Linked DNA regions of Danio rerio: regions 1 and 2 are each linked to region 3. A link is a contact called in public Hi-C and HiChIP or PLAC-seq data. All regions are on one chromosome and are shown on one strand. Each heading gives the region's core, a stretch centred on a gene start, on an enhancer-like site or on the middle of the called end of the contact. The rest is flanking DNA. Distances are from core to core; before and after follow the strand shown.

Region 1 (4,526 bases), core at 908-3,407, 220 kb after region 3:
TGGATGGCAGAGGGGTGTCGCGGATGAAAGTGAGCGGGGCGGGGGTGTAGAAGGTTGGGGAGTTGTGGAAAAAATCGAAAGGGAACAGCGGATGGGGGACAAGGACTGTTAAGGAGGGGGATTATCAAATCGAGGTGCCAGATCAGATTTCAGTGTTGTCAGATCAGGATCCTACGTGTTCCGTCACAAATTAAGCCCTGGCTTTGCCTTAAACTAAAGGATTAATATACTGGTATGGCTAAGAACAGTGTTTTGTGTCTAATTTTAATGTTTTGTCACAAGTAGCTCTGTAATAAATTGGAAAAAGTACATCCAGAAGTACATCCCAAAAGTCCTTCAGTCTGATACAACAGTTCTCCACTTAAACCTCCACTAGCTTTATTCTGAGGTAACAACCACTTGGATGTACATTACCCCCTTACATAACTTCAATGTCAATTATTCCTTATGTAATAATACACTTGTAACCTTTTGATTTTGTTTAAGTTTGTGTATACGATGGCACTGTGTGAACTGCACATCAATAGAAAATTTTCAAAAATGCTGATTTGATCAATATAAGTTTGTTGGATTAGCTATTTTGGTTCTGATTTTGAAAAAAAAACACAAATGATAGGAAGTATGTCACGCTCTCGACATTCATCTTTAACCACAACAAATAATAATAAACAGGTTAGTGTATACTCCGTTTAGCCATTTTGTTTCTGGCAGATTTGCCTTTATTTAACGGATTAATAAACTATCATGGCTCAGAGCAATGTTTTGTGTCTATTTTTTATTTTTAAGCTGTGTAATAAACATAATAAAGTACATCCAACTGGTTGTTTTCGCAGAATAAAGCCCTTCAGTCTTATACAACAGTTTTCAGTTTTGCGTCGAGCTACAGATAAACCTGTCAGGCTTTATTCTGAGATAACAACCTCCTGGATGTACTTTATCCCTTACATAACTCCATTGTCAGTTTTTCCTTACTTAATAATACATTTATAACCTTTTAATTTTGTTTAAGTTTGTGTATTTAGTGGTGGTGTGTGGTCCTGCTGCCCTCTACTGACCACCACTTAAACTGCGCATCAACAAAACATGAGAAAACGCTATTTAGATTGATATCATTTTGTAGGATTAGCTATTAGATAAGAAGCATGTCCTGCTCTCGACATTTATCTTTAACCACAACAAATAATAATAAACAGGTTAGTGTATACTCCATTCAGCTATTTTGTTTCTGGCAGATTTGCCTTTATTTAAAGGATTAATAAACTATCATGGCTCAAAATAATGTTTTGTGTCTATTTTTTTATGTTTAAGCAGTGTAATAAACAGAATAAATTACATCCAGGCAGTTGTTTCCGCAGAATAAAGCCCTTCAGACTTATACAACAGTTCTCAGTTTTGTGTCAAGCTACCGATAAACCGGTCAGGCTTTATTTTGAGATAACAACCTTCGGGATGTACTTTATCCCTTACATAACTCCATTGTCAGTTTTACTTAATAATACACTTATAACCATTTAATTTATGTATCCAGTGGCAGTTTGTGATACGGCTACCCTCTACTGACCACCACTGGAACTGCACGTCAACAAAACATAAAAATGTTTCGTCACGCTCTCGATGTTCACCTTTAACCACAACAAATAATAAATCAATAGTGTATACTCCATTCAGTCTTGTTTCTGCCAGATTTGCCTTTGATTAAAAGGTTAATAAAATATTACTGCTCAGAACAATGTTCTGCTGCCCCCTACTGACCCCCACTGGAACTGCACATCAACAAAACATTTTCAAAATGCTAGTTTGATCGATATACGTTTGTAGGATAAACAATTTTGGTTCTTTCTTTTGAAAAAGCGCAACTGATAGGAAGCACGTCACGCTCTCGAGGTTCACCTTTAACCACAACACGTAACAAATCAGATCTCAGAAGACAAGCCGCTTCAGAAGTCGTGCTCAGTGTTGCATTCAAGCGTGTGTGATTTTCCAGACTGTCTGTGTGTGTGTGTGTGTGTGTGTGTGTGTGTGTGTGTGTGTGTGTGCTCTCAGAGATCTTTCATTGGGGAATCTTTCCTGTGTGAGAGCTGCGGTCTCAGCGGCTGATTTATGGCGCTCCGCAGCTATGCTCATGCTACGCTAACAATGCTCATTAAAAAGAGGATGTCATCACTCCGCGACACCGCAGGACTCGTATGTGTCACATGCATCCTCAATACAGCGAACCGCTGACCAATACCGTCCACAACATCCTGTAAATCTGTCATCGCCAGCATGGCCGCGGAAACACACACACACACACACACCATTAGAGTGCAGTAATAGAGGATCAGAGGTTAATGTGGAGCTGTTTGCTGGTGTTTAGTTTTGTATTAGAGGATTTCACGTGCTTACAGCTATGTGTGTGTGTTTGAACAGTAAAGAAAGTATAAAAAGTAAAATATTATAATCTTAAGCCACTCGTAATCTTCAAAAAACACTAAAATGCAAGAATAACAACACACTTTCACACTAGAGATAATGAAAGTGAGCGTTACGCTGGAAAATTACTCATGTAAACTGGAAACTGAGGCTGATGTGTGTGTTTAAGTAGTAGAGTTAGCATCTATATAGCTTATGGACATCAAACGAGTGTTATTTTGCCAAAACTCAAAAGTGACCGTGTGTGAATGTTTGACTTTCTTGTGTTCATGGTTGGAGGTTTGGGCCGCGGGCTCTGAGCAGACCTGCTGCTGTACACTGAACAGATAAGAGCACGGGACAAGATAAGAGAGCTCTGCCAACACACACACACACGCGCACACACAATGAAACATGAGGCCCGACAGACAGCCTGAACCCTTTGTGCTTCTTCAAGATCTGCTGTAATCCTCCAAACAGGTTGATCATCTGGTTGAAATCAGTTCCACACAGACCCAAATCGTGGCCTAAAATTCAGGGAGCCAATTATAATAGTTAAAGGTGCTGTATAGGTAGCTTTTAAACTCTTCTAAATGATAAAAACATACCATAATTTATTTGCAGATATGTACGAAACATGCTAAGTGAACATATGTTTGTCTGAAAAACAATGCTGAGGTCAGTTTTTCTGCTTTGAATTGTGCGTTCTGTGTCAGAAAGTCTGTCTTTGTTTTGGGCTCTATAACCAGCCCACTGCCAGTTTAACCAATTCTAATTCAGCACCTAATTATTAAAATGCACATAATTATCACGAAAATAAACATTAGCTGAGCCGCTTACAATGTAAGGCTTGATCTTCAGATAATCTGGCAACCTGCGTGTGTGGAGTAATCCTTAAAGGAGTGGCCAAGTAAAAAAAAACCTATGCAATATTTTGAGTTTGAACTGCAATACCTGGTTCATCCACTAGGTGTTACTCCCACATTCATTCATATTTTTTTCGGCTTAGTCCCTTTATTAATCCGGGGTCGCCACAGCGGAATGAACCGCCAACTTATTCAGCATATGTTTTACGCAGCGAATGCTCTTCCAGCTGCAACCCATCTCTGGGGAACATCCACACACACTTATTCACACTCATACATTAAGGACAATTGTAGCTTACCCAATTCACCTGTATCACATGTGTTTGGACTGTGGGGGAAACTGGAGCAAGCAGAGGAAACCCACCCAAACACTGGGAGAACATGCAAACTTCACACAGAAATGCCGACTGACCCAGCCGAGGCTCAAACCAGGTGACTGCACTACCTACTACGCCACCGCATCACCCCTAGTAATATTAAGTCAATTTTAATTATAGATATGTCGCATTGGATATGTGGTTCCCGGTATGCTTTGCATGGGATTGAATTAAGAAGAGAATATTATAAAAATAAAACCAATCTTAGATGTTTAAATTTAAGATAAAGACTTGTTGAAGTTGAATCTTTATTAGTTTGAAGATTAAGAACAGTTTTGTGTTTTTTTTTTTTTTTGGTTTGTTTTTTAAGATTTAAGGTATGTCGCATTGGATATGTAGTTCCCAGCATGCTTTGCATGGGATTGAATTAAGAAGAGAATATTTTGAAAATAAAAGCAATCTGAAATGTTTAAATTTAAGAGAAAGACTTTTAGTTTGAGGATTGAGAACAGTTTGAGTATGTTTTTTTTTTTTTTTTTTTTTTTAAGGTTACCATTTTCCAGAGGAGTAGCACTCATGCGTTGGGTCTTGGCATTAGAGGCTTCACTCAGAGAGTGATATCTGTGCTACCACAAGATCTGAGATCAGTAAGCATTCATTCATTCATTTTCTTGTCGGCTTAGTCACTTTATTAATCCGGGGTCGCCACAGCGGAATGAACTGCCAACTTATCCAGCAAGTTTTTACGCAGCGGATGCCCTTCCAGCTGCAACCCATCTCTGGGAAACATCCACACACACATTCACACACTATGGACAATTTAGCCTACCCAATTAACCTGTACCGCATGACTTTGGACTGTTACCGGAGCACCCGGAGGAAACCCACGCGAATGCAGGGAAAACATGCAAACTCCACACAGAAATGCTAACTGAGCCGAGGATCGAACCAG
Region 2 (5,002 bases), core at 587-3,086, 250 kb after region 3:
TCTTTATACCAAGTTTAAAACCAAAGCTGACAAGACCACTTCAGCAGGATTTTAATAGGATCCAATTCAGATTTTTTTGTGAACTATCCCTTCAAAAGGTTATTTATTTTCTGACCAAATGTTTAGTTTAAGTGCTAACATGCTGGCTGTGTTTATGCTCCGGGTCTACAGTATATGGGAACTAAATAAGGATCCTAAAGGTGAACTTTTGCACTGTTTACTAAACAAATAGTTTTTTGATGGCATTGCTTGCAGGCTTGCTTGTACTAACAATAACAATAAATATATTGATAAAATGTGAGTAATTACTTGAAAAGCAGCATGTTTTGCCCCAGATTGAAGGTGTCCTAATAATTTACTCACCCCCTTGTCAACTAATAAAATAAAGTAACAAGAATTAAACAACATGCAATACAAAAGCTAAAACAGAGACTACTATATAAAACAATACCCTAAAATAAAAACATATGCATTAAACAAAATCCAACATTTATTTTAAAATTGTTATTATTTTATATTTCACTTCTCATCATTTAAAGACTTCTGTATATTTCAGCATGATTCAAGAAATAACTACAGTCTACACTCACCGGCCACTTTATTAGGTACACCTGTCCAACTGCTCGCTAACGTAAATTTCAAATCAGCCAGTCACATGAGAGCAACTCAATGCATTTAGGCATGTAGACATGGTCAAGACGATCTACTGCAGTTTAAACCATCCCTTTATGAGCACAGTGTCTCCATCTTCTGACGGCTACTTCCAGCAGGATTACGTCCCATGTCATTAAGCGTGAATCATCTCAGACTGGTTTCTTGAACATGACAATGAGTTCACTGTACTCAAATGGCCTCCACAGTCACCAGAGCTCAATCCAATAGAGCAGCTTTGGGATGTGGTGGAACAGGGGTTTCACATCATGAATGCGCAGCCAACAAATCTGCAGCAACTGTGTGATGCTATCCTGTCAATACGGACTTAAATTTCTGGGGAATGTTTCCAGTAGCTTGTTGAATCTATGCAACAAAGGATTAAGGCAATTCTGAAGGCAAAAGGAGTTCAACCCGGTACTAGTAAGGTGTACCTAATAAAGTGGCCGGTGAGTTTATGCTGTTTTTATCAAATTACCTCAGACCAGAACAGTTTACAATGAATAAATAAGTGTTCAACAGTTATCATTATGGCAATATTGTGAAACATTACAATTCACATTAAAAGTTAAGATCAGAAGTTAGGCCTACTTTGCACATCATATATTCATCGTGGTAAAATGTAGGGCTCCTTTATATTTTGGAGGAAGTAAAAAAAAGATCAAATATTAGATTTTTTTAAAAACTGGTTTTTATAAAGATGTTTGGAAAATATCTTATTTTAATAGGACCAGGCTAGCATACAAAATATTTTCTTATAAACTTATTTATTCCTTTTCAACAAAATCTTTATTACCTTAATTAAGAACCTTTTGAGTAAGATATCATTTAACATATTAATTAATGGTAAAGGAATACTTCTAAAAACTTTCAAATAACCTTCTTAAATTAACAATTAGTACAGAGATCAGTATAACAACCATGCCTAATCAAAATATGCAGCGAATTAGCCACCAGTCATGGAAAAAATAGAGGGAATTTCTCTCTGTTTTGCCTATTTTGTTTATTTCATCTTGTATTATTTTTGTCAATGTCACTACATTGTTGATATTGTGCTTTATATAGCCGTCTGTTATCTATATTATCGTTTACAGTAATAAAAAATGAATATAAATATAAAAAGCGGGAAAAGTCCTGAAGCGCCTCTAGAGGCGGGAAAGTGACATCACATCTGCTGCATTATTATTATTCTCTCAGTGAGGCGCCGTGCAGAGCGAGGGGGCGCAAAAGCTACAGCATGGAGGTACCTGTTATCAATATTCCCACATTAAAATGAATTTGCTTTATGTGTGTCAGCAGTGTTTACGATAAGGCTTATCTTAGGCCAGTTTATTACGCTGTTTTTGCGTTAAGAATGCTGCGTGGTGCAGTTATGATGTCGAGCTAACGTTAAATGGGATACAGCTGTGGATGCTGGCATCAATATAGCATAAATACACTGTATGCGTGCTGTTAAGGCGAATAGGCTAATGTTTTTTCTTTAAATAAGTCTATTATTGTTTTTCTTTTGAATACTCGTGCTTCAGTTTCATAACGTGTTGATGTTTTGTTCAGCAGCGTAAACCTAATGTTTAGCCTGATTTTGTAAGTTAAACACGTGTTAATAATACAACAACATATTGAATATTTCACTGTATTTAATCTTTTTTAACAAGTGAAATACGGAGGAAACAAGGAAAATACATCTAACGTTAATAAAATGGCGCGTGTACACTTTGGTGTGGAATATTCTAGACGCTTCGAGCCGTTGGATTGTTTATTATCGGTCTCTTCCTGAATTTTTACGGTAATCCTTAATTTTATCTGAAACTACTTCCAACTCCACGTCCTCTGTTTGTTCAGAAGTAATTCGACAGAAAGCAACCGGCTGAAATGCGAATCATACTATGGCGTAGGCACGGCTAATGAATCTTATTACGCTTATCCTTATTAATATTCATAACTTTGGCCTTTTTTAGTAGCCTAACTGGTCAGTTGACCAGCGCCCACCTTTCAACGTCAGTCTTTCAACCAATTGGGAAGGATTGATTTGAAAGCGTCACTCACCTCATGAATATTAATATACATCCTCGCCTAATTTGGTAAAAGGGTGACCGGATGTCATTCATTCTCTTCCCCTGGAGCTCTCAGCGTTCAGAAAACACCCACACAGAGAATCCAGCTGTGGTTAATATTGTGCAATCAATAGTCATGTGTTATTATCAGATTTAAACAGTTATCTTAATTGCTTCAGCATTATGCAACACATGGAGCATGCCCTGCAGGGATCATTTTATCAGTCCGGTGATGCATATTTATGAAAAGTCAAAGGTGTAATTTTTTTTTCTCTTTCATGAACAGAGTCGCGACAGTAAGGAGCCGGAGCAGCTCAGAAAGCTGTTCATTGGTGGACTCAGTTTTGAGACTACGGAGGACAGTTTACGAGCTCACTTTGAGCAATGGGGCAAACTCACAGACTGCGTGGTGAGAAACCTTCACATCTTATTCTCCAAAGTTCTGCTTTAATTACCAAGTGCATTCAGCTTGCATTGTGTAGGAACATTCCTTTAAAAGCCACTCCTGTTTTCCAACACCAAAAAGGTACATAAATGCATATAATATAGACTTAAAGCCTGCCTGGTCAAAGGAGAGCTACTTTTTCTGAAAAAGTGCACATTTTGTATTTAATTATGAGGCTTAAAGTTCCCATGAAATCAAAATAGAGTTTTTAAAATGTTAGTTTTAAAGATATCTTTAAACTAGTCTGTTCCAAAACAGTGACACGATTCACTTTTACAAGATATACACCTTATATAAATTGTATAAATGTAAATGCATCAGCAATTTTATTGACGTCACCTCCTACTTTAGTTTCTCATCAAATCTTCTGACCAATCAAATGCTCTCTAGTGTCTTGCATGCCCTGCCCGCTTCTTCTCATTGGCTTTTCATTTGATGTGGTTGAGCTCAATCACTCTCACTGGCAGAGCTGTGATAAAAACCAAACACTATTGGCTGTTTTTTTTAAAGGGGAGGGGCTACTGTATGCCCCACCCTCTCTTTATGTTTCAGTTGAGTTTAAGTCAAACATCATATTAACAAATACACATTTCAAAGTACCTCACAGGACATGTAAACACTTTATTTAGTGATATTTTATGCACTCATTCGTAAGTCACTTTGGATAAAAGCATCTGCTAAATGACTAAATGTAAATATTTAAGTACTGTCACATTTAGTGCACTAAAGTCCACGAAAAGTCCCACAGTGCATTGTGAAATTTTTTTACGGAAGTTATGAAGTGTGAATCACATGAACCAACTCACTCACATGAGAGACGTTTTATAAAATAAACTGTTATTTATTTATATTTAATCATTAACTGAACAAGTAGAGAACTATCTATCAAACATATTGATCATATGATTATATTTGAACAGTGGTTGAAATAATCCCCAGGATGCCTGATCAAAGGCTATTATTTATTATTTAAAACTAAATGTTTAACAGTTATATACACTCACCGGCCAATTTATTAGGCACAGACGGGTTGGTCTCAGTATTTCAGAAATTGCTGATCTACTTGGATTTTCACGCACAAAGAGAAAATATACAGTGAGCGGCAGTTCTGTGGGTGCAAATGCCTTGTTGATTCCAGAGGTCAGAGGAGAATGGCCAGACTGGTTCCAGCTGATAGAAAGGCAACAGTAACTCAAATAAGCACTCGTTACAACTGAGGTCTGCAGAAGAGCATCTCTGAACACACAACACGTCCAACCTTGAGGCGGATGGGCTACAGCAGCAGAAGACCACACCGGGTGCCGCTCCTGTCAGCTAAGAACAGGAAACTGAGGCTACAATTCACACAGACTCACCAAAACTGGACAATAAAAGATTGGAGAAACGTTGCTGCTCTGATGAGTCTCCATTTCTGCTGACACATTTGGGTTGGGTCAGAATTTGGCAACAACAACAAGAAAGCATGGATCCATCCTGCCTTGTATCAGCAGTTCAGGCTAGCATTGGTGGTGTAAAGGTGTGGGGGAGATTTTCTTGGCACACTTCGGGTCCATTAGTACCAATTGAGCATCGTGTCAACGCCACAGCCTACCTGAGTATTGTTCCTGACCATGTCCATCTCTTTGTGAACACACTACCCATCTTCTGATGACTACTTCCAGCAGGAAACACCCTATGTCATAGGGAGTTCACTGTACACAAATGGCCTCCACAGTCACCAGAGCTCAACCCAATAGAGCACCTTTGGGATGTGGTGGAGCGGGAGATTGGCATCATGGATGTGCAGCCCACAAATCTGCAGCAAGTGCGTGATGCTGTCATGCCAATATGGAGCAAAATCTCTGAGGAATAT
Region 3 (4,463 bases), core at 813-3,312:
TATTTTTGGTCAGTTGGTGAATATATGCCGTCGTCTATATATACCCTGTAGAACCGAATTTGTGTGAAAAAATAACATTCACAGATTCGATTCTAGGGGAGTATATGGTCGATGCAATAACTTCGAAAAACACTTTATCTGAATGCACTGTTTGTTTGTTTGTTTGTTTGTTTGTTTGTTTGTTTGTTTGTTTTGCTATCTAATGTAGTCTACACTGTAAAATATTTATATATGATCAATTAGTCATGTGCTTTTAATTCTTTACAACCAAGTAAATGTTCTAACTCAATTTATGTTCTAACTTAACTTTATAAGTTACGCAAGCTGTTTTAAGTTAGTTTAACATAATATAAGTTCAATGGACTCATAAAGCTCATGGGGGTACTTTTAAAAAAAAAAATTTTTCCAAATTTTTCGAGTGCCTTGGACTGATGTTTGCTGTTTATTCTGATGAATACCTTACACAAAGAGCACCGACACATTATTAAAAGCTACCCCTGAGCACTTTTTGGTTGATTTTGGATTTTTGGAATAAGGTTAATTTGATTCAGGTTAAAATTTAAGACAACCCGGATGTTTTTTGTACAGTGTACAGGCAATATAAATTGCGTATATATGTTGGAAGACGGCACCTGGCAACACAGATGACCATTAATTAAGAAAATCAACTGATATTCATATGCTGATTATGCATATTATTTTAATAACTTCTGTTGTGATGCTTTTTGCTGCGCTTTCTTAGTGAACATTGACTTTTTTATTGCTGTCGATGGTTACTTGATGGACGTTCAACTAGGCCTATTGAACATTTCCATCTCACAAACGTTCTTCACACTAAAGAAAATGCTTGTTTGGCGTAATGCAATGTTTGGTCAATTATAAACAAACCCAAAAATTGGGTAATTTCTTACTAATTTAATTTAAATAACATTTTTAACCAAAACGTTTGGGTTTGTCTATATTTGACCCAACGTTGGAATACAACAACCCAGAAATTTAATTTAATTTAAATTCAAACGAATGTGTGGAATGTTCTTCACATTAAAAGAACGTGTTCTATTAAGAGCTTTGAACTGAATGGAATCCCAAAAGGGTTCTTATTCTACACTGTTAACAAATCCTGGTTGCCTTAATTTTTTTTTATCAAATTAACCTTAAGAGTCCAAAAATCCTAAATCAAACAAAAAGTGCTCAGATGTAGCTTAACTAATGCTAACTCTGGGTAAGGGATTTAATAGAATAAACTACAAAAATCAGTCCAAGGTACTCGAAAAAATTTGATTTTTTTTAAAGTAACCTTATGAGCTTTATGAGTCCATTGAACTTATATTATGTCAAACTGACTTAAAACCGCTTGCGTAGCTACAAAGTTAGGTTAGAACATGATTAACTTAGTTTATAAAAATGAAAACACATGATGTCATGACTAACTGATCATATAATTTTCTACAGTGTCGAATATTACAATCAAACCCCCATTTTTACACTTTTTATAAAGGTCTCCTGAACATTTTAACATTTTAAATACCAAATCCTACAGTTTAGTTCTTCTTAAAAGACGCAGGGAGCAGTAATTAACATTAGTAATATTTTTGTATGAATGTTAACTCACTTTGCTCCCTGGTCTTACCTTATGAGCTGCCATACGATTATTTTCTTTTATGTGCTGTTTGATTATTGATTGGCACGGCGCATTGATGGCGAACCAGGGCGCCCTATACAGCGAGCTGAAAGGATGAGAAGCGCTGGAACGATGAGACTCCAGTAACTTCTGTGTGACCTCTACATGACAAAGACGGTCTTCATCAATTGTCTGCAGGCTTTATGCGTCTCTTTTTGTGCCCTGGACCGTTTTTATCTTTTGTATTGTTTTGTTTTTACCAGTCAAAATGCCTGGGCTGGGTTTGATTTAGCTTAGTTGAATATTAATTTACAAAAAATGTTATACACTCACACACACATGCTTGGTTATGTGGCATGAGAACATGTTTTTATGATAGCATCTAATGTGTAAATAGAGATCCTCCCATATGATGATGAACAATTGGCTATTGCATGAGTCCCAGCACTGCTTTCCTCCTTGTCTCTTTCTTTTATATGGGTATTTAATCAATAAAATTTTATATTGTGTTATTTCCATCCTAATTGAGAGATAATGTGAAGTTTGTAAAAATCACTACTAGGTGTGCACAGCTTCTTCTCGGTTGATGAAGTCCCTCCACCTCGATTGGCCAAGCTGGTCACATGGTAGGCTAACTTTATTCAGTTGACAGCAAGTAGGAGGGCTTTATGGAGGGAGGAAAAAAAGACAACTCGAGAAAAATTAGTATTTCCTACCTTCAGAAATTAATGGCCATGAGTTCGTACATGGTGAACTCCAAGTATGTGGATCCCAAATTTCCTCCTTGCGAGGAATATTCTCAGAACAGCTATATACCTGAACAGAGCCCAGGCTACTACAGTCCGTCGCAGGACACTGATTTCCAGCATCCCGGAATCTATTCACGGTCAAACTACTCTGAACAGCCTTACAGTTGTAGCACTGTCCAGGGCTCGTCGGTGCAGCCGCGGGGTCATGTGCAGGATCAAGCCAGCACCCCTAGCCCTTTCCCTGCACAGACAGAGCAGTGTCCCGCGGTCCAGATTTCCGGATCGAGGACTGGTGGACAACAACAAAACACAAAGACCCAGAACGGGATACCAACGAAGCAGCCTGCTGTAGTTTACCCGTGGATGAAGAAAGTGCACGTTACTACGGGTAAGATCCACTCTCTTTGCTGTCTGCTCGCATAGGCCATCCCTATTCTGCTGTTTTAGCCACAGTTAAAATCATTGAGTGAAATATTTATGGGTTCCTCTGAAGGGGCCGCCAATTACACCAGCCATAAATTTTTATTGCTTAGGAAATAGGCCGCTAGCTGTGTTGGCCACTCTTGCAGTATTGAGAGTCCACTTGGCCCGAAGCTTTGATTTAAACAATTTAGCCATGATAAACTTTTTTATTTTTAAATCACAGACACTTAAAATCTGCTATTTCACTTTAAAGAAGTGCTTGTTACTTTTGGTAAAAGTTTAGATATTTGAAAATGAGTGGATCGGATATGTTTGCAGATTTTGTTTAATGCAAAAGTGTGATTTTGTCCTTCACAGTGAACCCGGATTACACAGGACCTGAACCCAAACGTTCTCGGACAGCCTACACAAGACAGCAGGTTCTCGAACTAGAGAAGGAGTTTCATTTTAACAGGTATCTAACAAGACGGCGTCGCATCGAGATCGCGCACACACTCTGTCTTTCTGAAAGACAGATTAAAATCTGGTTTCAGAACAGGAGAATGAAATGGAAAAAGGATCACAAACTACCAAACACGAAAGGAAGATCGGCATCAGTTGGAAATCAGCATGCACAACACGCTCAGAAGGACAGCCAGACAGAGATCACAACTTTATAAGTGGATATCTCTCCCTCCCTTCAGATGTACAGATGAACTGTATGTAATAGACAATGCTTAATTTGACATTGCATGGTAGAAAATCATGACATGTTGGGTCTAAGTGCCAAAAACTGAGAAGCTGAAGCACACACCATGACTTAATGCAGCGTAAAAGCTGCTTTGCGTTACAATTCCCAATATTTCAAATATTGTAACCCTTTGTATGAGAGGCAAAGAGGATATGAGGCATCGAATGATGGTTCACAAATCACCACGAGGTACAGTAAAACGTCATAAAGCTTACGATTTTACACAAACTTGCCAAATTTATTTGAGAGCATGGTCTTTTAGTGATCCAATTCAATTCGTTATTTTGGAAAATCTCTGTATTTTAATCACAAATGTCCTTTTTTAAAGAAATTATGGCAGGTTTATGCCTGTGGCGCGCCAGTTTATCTTAACTTAATCGTTAGACAGAACTTAAGCAAGGCAATACCCCCCGTATAATTAACTATGAATGTTTACCGCTTTTTTTGCATTAAAGTCGACTGGGTGCAAATAATATAATAAAAAAATAAAATGAGTTTAATAGTAGAAAAAATATCCTTGCCTGGTGAAATTATTTATTCGTGAACTGAAAGGTGAACAAAAATATCCCCGAAGCCCTCTTTCTGTGCGCGCCTCGTTTGCTTACTTTAAGACTATTTCAGTCTTTAATTTTTAACTTGTGTATATTTTATTAAAAATTCGTTGCAGATGATTCTCAGTTGTTTACTGCAGCCTCTTGTCCTATTTAATTCAATAAGAAAATATCTTTTTTAACACGAATATTCCTTGCCTTACACTCCACTATAAATCCCGCTCGGCATCTTTGTAAACAAATAGCTACGACTAAAGTAGCAATCTATCCGTCTTCCAAATGTTGCCTGAAGTTCTTGAAAAGCAGCTTTTTATTTAGCATTTTAGACACACGTTTAGCCCTCCAGATGTTTGAACCTTCTATTTATTAAATATAATGTTAAAAGCTTT

Evidence for each region. A called contact is a pair of places that touch in the nucleus more often than the background predicts. HiChIP or PLAC-seq counts read pairs in DNA pulled down with a chosen protein or histone mark.
Region 1: a Hi-C map of embryo shows a contact between it and region 3, with 2.2 times the contacts expected there. The contact joins the enhancer-like site here to the promoter of hoxd4a in region 3. A contact is called at or near these places in 2 of 18 Hi-C or Micro-C datasets (both in embryo).
Region 2: an H3K4me3 HiChIP or PLAC-seq map of embryo shows a contact between it and region 3, with 6 times the contacts expected there. The contact joins the promoter of hnrnpa3 here to the promoter of hoxd4a in region 3. A contact is called at or near these places in 4 of 18 Hi-C or Micro-C datasets (caudal fin, embryo, hematopoietic stem cells and 1 more) and 2 of 4 datasets of contacts at active chromatin or transcription factors (caudal fin and embryo).

Annotation. Positions count from the first base shown.
Region 1 is chr9:1,724,927-1,729,452 of GRCz12tu, reverse strand. No RefSeq gene overlaps it. Among named protein-coding and RNA genes, the nearest start is that of hnrnpa3, 31 kb to the right of the region's middle. Within about 2 kb of position 2,157, at least 17 of the 62 cell types and tissues checked have an H3K27ac peak or open chromatin away from gene starts, as enhancers often do.
Region 2 is chr9:1,692,815-1,697,816 of GRCz12tu, reverse strand. hnrnpa3 (heterogeneous nuclear ribonucleoprotein A3) reads left to right here and starts at 1,836. Exons shown (of 10, transcript NM_001328148.1): 1 at 1,836-1,894; 2 at 2,992-3,114. The coding sequence starts at 1,889.
Region 3 is chr9:1,946,178-1,950,640 of GRCz12tu, reverse strand. hoxd4a (homeobox D4a) reads left to right here and starts at 2,062. Exons shown (of 2, transcript NM_001126445.2): 1 at 2,062-2,758; 2 at 3,151-3,700. The coding sequence starts at 2,290. The coding sequence ends at 3,452. mir10b-1 (microRNA 10b-1) reads left to right here and starts at 33; the gene lies at 33-110. It also overlaps a transcript of hoxd3a not described here.